2 separate regions of the Oryctolagus cuniculus genome follow, and region 1 is linked to region 2. The links are chromatin contacts, called in public Micro-C maps. All regions are on one chromosome and are shown on one strand. The core of a region is the stretch at or near the end of the contact, and the rest is flanking DNA. Distances in the headings are between cores, read along the strand shown. Region 1 holds the start of FNTA (farnesyltransferase, CAAX box, subunit alpha). Region 2 holds the start of RNF170 (ring finger protein 170).

The links. Hi-C and Micro-C count contacts between places; a contact is called where the count stands out from the background.
Region 1: a Micro-C map of ear pinna shows a contact between it and region 2, with 6 times the contacts expected there. The contact joins the promoter of FNTA here to the promoter of RNF170 in region 2. A contact is called at or near these places in 2 of 6 Hi-C or Micro-C datasets (ear pinna and an unstated tissue).

What each region holds. Positions count from the first base shown.
Region 1 is chr2:93,102,344-93,105,070 of mOryCun1.1, forward strand. It overlaps FNTA (farnesyltransferase, CAAX box, subunit alpha), which reads left to right and starts at 1,278. Exons shown (of 9, transcript XM_008273904.4): 1 at 1,278-1,546. The coding sequence starts at 1,344. It overlaps LOC138848527 (a long non-coding RNA gene), which reads right to left and starts at 1,131. Exons shown (of 2, transcript XR_011386394.1): 1 at 671-1,131.
Region 2 is chr2:92,971,163-92,973,862 of mOryCun1.1, forward strand. It overlaps RNF170 (ring finger protein 170), which reads right to left and starts at 1,279. Exons shown (of 7, transcript XM_008273910.4): 1 at 1,074-1,279. It overlaps HOOK3 (hook microtubule tethering protein 3), which reads left to right and starts at 1,404. Exons shown (of 20, transcript XM_051832317.2): 1 at 1,404-1,716. The coding sequence starts at 1,660.

The DNA.
Region 1 (2,727 bases), core at 28-2,527, 130 kb after region 2:
GTTATGGTTTCAACAGGATTTGCCTTCTGAATACATCCCAGTATTCAAATCCCAAAGTCAAGGGTTGGTGATGCCGGTAGGACGGTAAGATCTGACAGTAGTTCCTGTGAGAGAGTTGATTACAAAAGCAAGTTGGATCCATGCCTTCTCTGCAGAAGCACATGTTTTGCCATTGCCACCCTCTGACTTTAACCAGAAAGCCAAAGGGCCAACCGTGACCCTTCAAGGCCCTCCTGCAAAAGAAACTTAGGTTAGATATATCATTATGGTTATGCAAATGTGCCTAACACAACATTCTTAGGCTTAAAAGAAATTCTTTATTTGAAAGGTAGGACGACAGAGAGATCTTCCTTCCATTTGCTGGTCCACTTTCCACATGGCTACAAAAGCTAGGGCTGGTCCAGACCAAAGCCAGGAGCTCCATCAGGGTCCCCCACATGGGTGGCAGGAGCCCAAGCACTTGGGGCATCTTCTGCTGTTTCTCCCAGGTCATTAGCAGGGAGCTGCATCCTAAACGGAGCAGCCGGGACCCGGGCTCGAACCAGTGACCATATGGGATGGCCGGCTCCAAAGCCCAAATTCAGACTGCGGTTCCTGGCCAATCCCTTTGCTTCATTACGGGGCTTGGATCACATCCTCCCCACTGAAGCACGTGTGCTGCCCACCCTACCTTCATCTCCGCAGTCCAGGAGCACCAGCCTTTTTTTGCCCTCCACCGGCTTCATCTTTCTGGCCTTTCCTGCCGGCTATTCTCGCCCATAACCTGCTTCACAGAACGGGGAACCCCCGGAGATGTGTGCAGCGAATGCCTGTGTCCTGCAACGCACAGAAAAGCGCTTCCTAACGCCTTCGCCTATTCCTTGTCAGCTCCGAAAGACCAAATCCCTGGATTATCGAAATCCCTCTTGATAAACTCAGCTTTCAAAAGAATGTGTGCAGTGAAGAAAATGGCGCGCTGGAGGCCAGCTCTTTCCTGAGAGTAAGGGCTGGCGGGCGAGCCGTGGCCAGCCGCCCTCGGCCTCGCGACGGCTTCCAACGCTCGGTCAGAGGCCCGGTCGCCACGTCCCCGACAGGGGGCGGCTGACAGCACCAGCACATTCTGGAGAGACACGTGCGCGCTTCCTCGTGGCGAAGCTGGAGACCCTCGAGAGAGCAAGGCTGGACATCGTGTCCCTGACCCCCAACCCCAGCCGCCCACGGCTCCTCCCAGGATCCCGGCGCCACCCAGGCGCCCGCCCAGGCGCTCTGGCCCGCGTCTCTATGGCAGGAAGCGAGAAACCGGAAGCGGGCCGCGGGGGCAAGGGGCGGGGCCTCGCCTCCACCTCCGCAGCGGACGAGGCGAGATGGCGGCCACCGAAGGGGTCGGGGAGGCAGCGGCAGGCGGCGAGGCGGGTCAGCCGGAGCAGCCGCCGCCCCAGCCGCACCCACCGCCAGCCCAGCTGCAGCAGCAGGGTGAAGAGATGGCGGCCGAGGCCGGAGAAGCGGTGCCGTCCCCTATGGACGACGGGTTTCTGAGCCTGGACTCGCCCACCTACGTCCTGTACAGGTAACGCCCCGGGAGGGCGTGGGGCGGAGGAGTCGAGTCCGCGGGGAGCCGGCTTGGCGCGGGCTGGTCCGCAGGTGGCTCCTTCAGCTGCCGCGGCGTCAGTCAGGGTTCGGGGAGTGGAGGTGTTTCCCGCGCTCTCCCGTGGGCCCCGCTCGCCATGGCGGTGCAGGCGGGACTGAAGCGGGGAGCGCCAGCGTAAGGTCTTTACGGGCTGAGCCGTGTCCCTGTAACCGGGGTTTCAGAGCCTGGCAGCGCCGGCTAGGCTGCAGGGGCTGAAAGGGACGCCTTGCTGTGAACCCAGCGCGGCGAAGCGATGTGTAAGCGCTGCTGCCGGTCTTTGCTGGCACACCTGCACGCAGCCCCGTGCCCACGTGTTCCTTGCTTGGAGTAGCGACGCCGGTTGCCTGTTCCCAGGCGGACCTGCCGACGCGAAGGCGTCCTGCATCTCACTTCCCTCCGTAGTCCTCCGTAAACCCGGTAGATGGCTCACCTGCCTGGATTTGCTGCCTGAGTGAAAGCTGGTGTTTCACAGAGGCTCCTCCCCTCCGGACCTTCTCGCTGGGTTGTGGAAGTGCCCAGGTTCTCAGCACGACTGAGCCTGCTCTGCCAGTCACAGCCTCGCCGTCCCAGGGCCTCTGCCCTAGGCTCTAGGTGTCACGCGCAGGTAGCTGTGTCCTTTGCATCTCCTCCTTCGTGGACACGGTGTCTGGACCGCCTGGAGTCTCTGCCGCCAACGGCTGATCGACGTAGGGAAACACTGAGTGGGTGACAAGAAGACCAGGGGAAGCGTGGCTGAACCTGCTTTGGTCCCGTTGTGAACAGTTCACGTGGAAATTTGTGTCAGCATGTATTGTCACTGTAGTGTCATTTTTACCATTGAGAATGAGTAGTAGTCATGGCTCCTGAGGGGCTGTGCACGCTTTAAACACTTAACATCTGTTACCTCAGCGAACATCTAAAAACAGTCTTCCAACCGTGGTTGGTAAGGTTATCATCCCTGTTTATAAACAAAGTAACTGGGCCCAGAAAAATCAAGTAACTTGCCCTAGGACACTCAGCTGTCGAGTGGTAGAGTGAGTACTCCGGTTTAGGCAGTTGTCAGATTCCAGAACCGGCTCTCTTAGTCACCACCTGGGCCACTTCTCTGGTATACAGCAAACGAATAGCTTTTAATTTTTTTA
Region 2 (2,700 bases), core at 29-2,528:
CCTTGCATGGGCTGATGATCAGAAATCTCAGTAACTCAATGCTGCCCTAGTAGTCCAAATACTCATGGGAAAAGGATGGCGGGGCTCCAGAAACCAAACCAAAGGAAGATGTGTCTGGGAAACTGCCACACTCCAAATAAATTCTGGCATTGTCTGCAGGCTCTATGAATTGACAACTCTCCTTAGACTCCAAGGAATGTCCTAGTCTTAGAAACTCCAGCACGTTAGCACTAGGAGCAAGGTTTATAGCACTGAGTAGCCCCAAACTGGAACAAAACGGATCAACCAACAGTAGGATACACCACAACGGAATACCAGGCAGCAATGAAAATTACCTGTATTTAATACTCGTTGAATGCCACCAAAAACCCACAAGAGGCTTCCACTCATAAACGTCCCAGTATAGGCAGAGGACAACTATATTGCATGCACACATACGTGGCAAACCTACTGTGATTATCACGCAAGTCAGACTAGGGAGGGAATCAGGCTCGGAAACGCATACACAGCTACGGGGGGGGGGGAGGGGCAGGGAACTCCTAGGGTTCCAGCAGTGCTTTTGGCTTTTATCGGGGTGTTTCATCTACTCTCTAAACGCGTATGTCGAATGCACTTTTCTGCAAAGGCTACATCGCTTAAAAGGTCGGGAACGATGCACAGGCCCCGGGAACCGGCGGGGTCCGCGCGGCTCGGAGAGCTGGCGCCCGGCCTCCCGCACTTGAGGCCAAGCTTTGAGGGAGTCGGGGCTCCGAGCGACCCCAGAAGGAAACGGGGGGAACTCTCCTCACCGCCGGCCCAGCCCACCTAGGACCTCCGAGACGCCCACCGTGCCCGCCTCCACAGTCTCCCGGCGACTCCGGACGGGAACGGGGCGCTGCTGGGGCCGGGCCCCGGGGATCCTCAAGGAAAGCGGAGGCTTGGGTCCGATCAGAGACTCCCCCGGCCCGAGACGCCTGGGCGGCCGGGAGGCGACCCCGGACTGCGCCGCCCGCCCTCTCGCGGTCCAGATCCGGGGGCGTGGCCGGCCACGCGCCGGACGCCCGAGGCCGAGGCCGGGGGGAGGGGGCGCGTACCTCTCCACCGCGGAGGAGCTACCTCGCCAATTCCCGGTGACAGAGGACACAGATTATTTCTGGGGACTGCCCCGCCAGCCCTCCCGGGCTACCACTAGCTTGTCCCCTTTTTACTGTGGAGTGTGGGCACCGGCGCACGCGCACTGCGAGCTTCCGTGACGGCGCGCCGCCGCCGCCGCCGCCGCGCGCGCGCCATGACACGCAGCGGTCTGTGACCGGCCGCGCGCGCGCACGCGGAGGCAGGGCCGGGGGCGGGCCCGCAGGAGCGCGCCTGCGCGCTGCGGCTCGCCCGTCGTTCGCTGGAGGAGGGCTGTGGGCAGCGGGGGGGCGGGGACGCGGGGCGGCGGGCGTGGCTCGGGGGTGGCGCGCGGCGAGCGCGCGCGCCCAGATGAGAGGAGCAGGAGGGGCGCGGGGGTGACGGTGCGGAGCCGCTGCCAGCGCCCGGGCGAGAGCAGGCGGTCGGGCCCCAGCAGGAGGTGGGCCAGAGGCCAGGGCGGCTGCCGGGACCCTGCGGACGGCACCCGCACCGCGTCGCGGCGGTTTCTGGCCTGGTGGAGAAGGCGTTGCCGAGCCCCAGCGGGGGAAGATGTTCAGCGTGGAGTCGGTGGAGCGGGTGGAGCTGTGCGAGAGCCTTCTGACTTGGGTACGTGGTGCCGCCGCGGCGCTGGGAGACTCTCCGGCTCCCGCTCCGGGGCCGCTTTTCCGGGACCCCCCCCGCCCGTCCCGGGGGGCGAGCGCCGCGGGCGCCGGTGCCGTCACATCCGGGGCCTGAGGCGGTCAGGGCCGGGGATGCGGGTGCGAGCGGCGTCCGGGAGAAACTTGCCGGGCCCGGGGTGTGGGGTGTCGTCCGGGGAGGCTAATGACGGGGTGCGGGCGCGCCGTCACTGGCACCGTCGTTGTCTGCCGCTGCGCGGGCGCTGGCGCTGCTCGCTCGGCGCGGGGACCCCCGAGGCGGGGGCCCCGGCTCGGCCCGGGTGGGGAGCGCTCGGGCCCAGGGTTCCGCCGCTCGCCGCCTTTGTTGTAACGCTCCCGAAGGACGTGCCCGCCGCGGCGGAAGAGAGAAGTTCCTTTGAGGTCGGGTGGGAAAAATAGGAAAAAACAGATAATAAAAGGCGCCCGGCGACGGCGTGGGTCGGACGCCAGATGCGCCCGGGCCGTTAGGCAAGCGGGCGGTGGGGCGGCATTCGGGAGAGATCCCGAACGTGAGGCTGGAAGGGGATCTGCAAGGTGCGTGGCAGGCGGTGGAACCCGGAGGCGTCTGGGGAGTCCCGGCGCTGCGGGATTCCGACCGCGAAGGGCCGGCCGGCCGCGGAGTTCTGGCGTTTGCAGAGTCTGTGTGCGCGCGCGGTTCCGGCGCCTGGAGCAGCCTGTTTAGGAGTAAACTCCTGCTCTGGCCTTTCTCACCCTCTGGCTGGGGCGAGCCCGGTGCCCCCTTCGGGAGCGCGGGTTTTACTCATCGCTACACATGCCGGGTGACCTTTCTAGAATAGCACACAGACGTATTTATGGAGGTGACTGCCGCGTTTGTGTTCGTTTTAAAGACAGACCACTAACGTGAGGGAAGTTCTGTTTAGTCTGGGGTTACAAGTTCAGCTCCCTCTTCCTGTGCAGGTGTGAGAAGCATTCT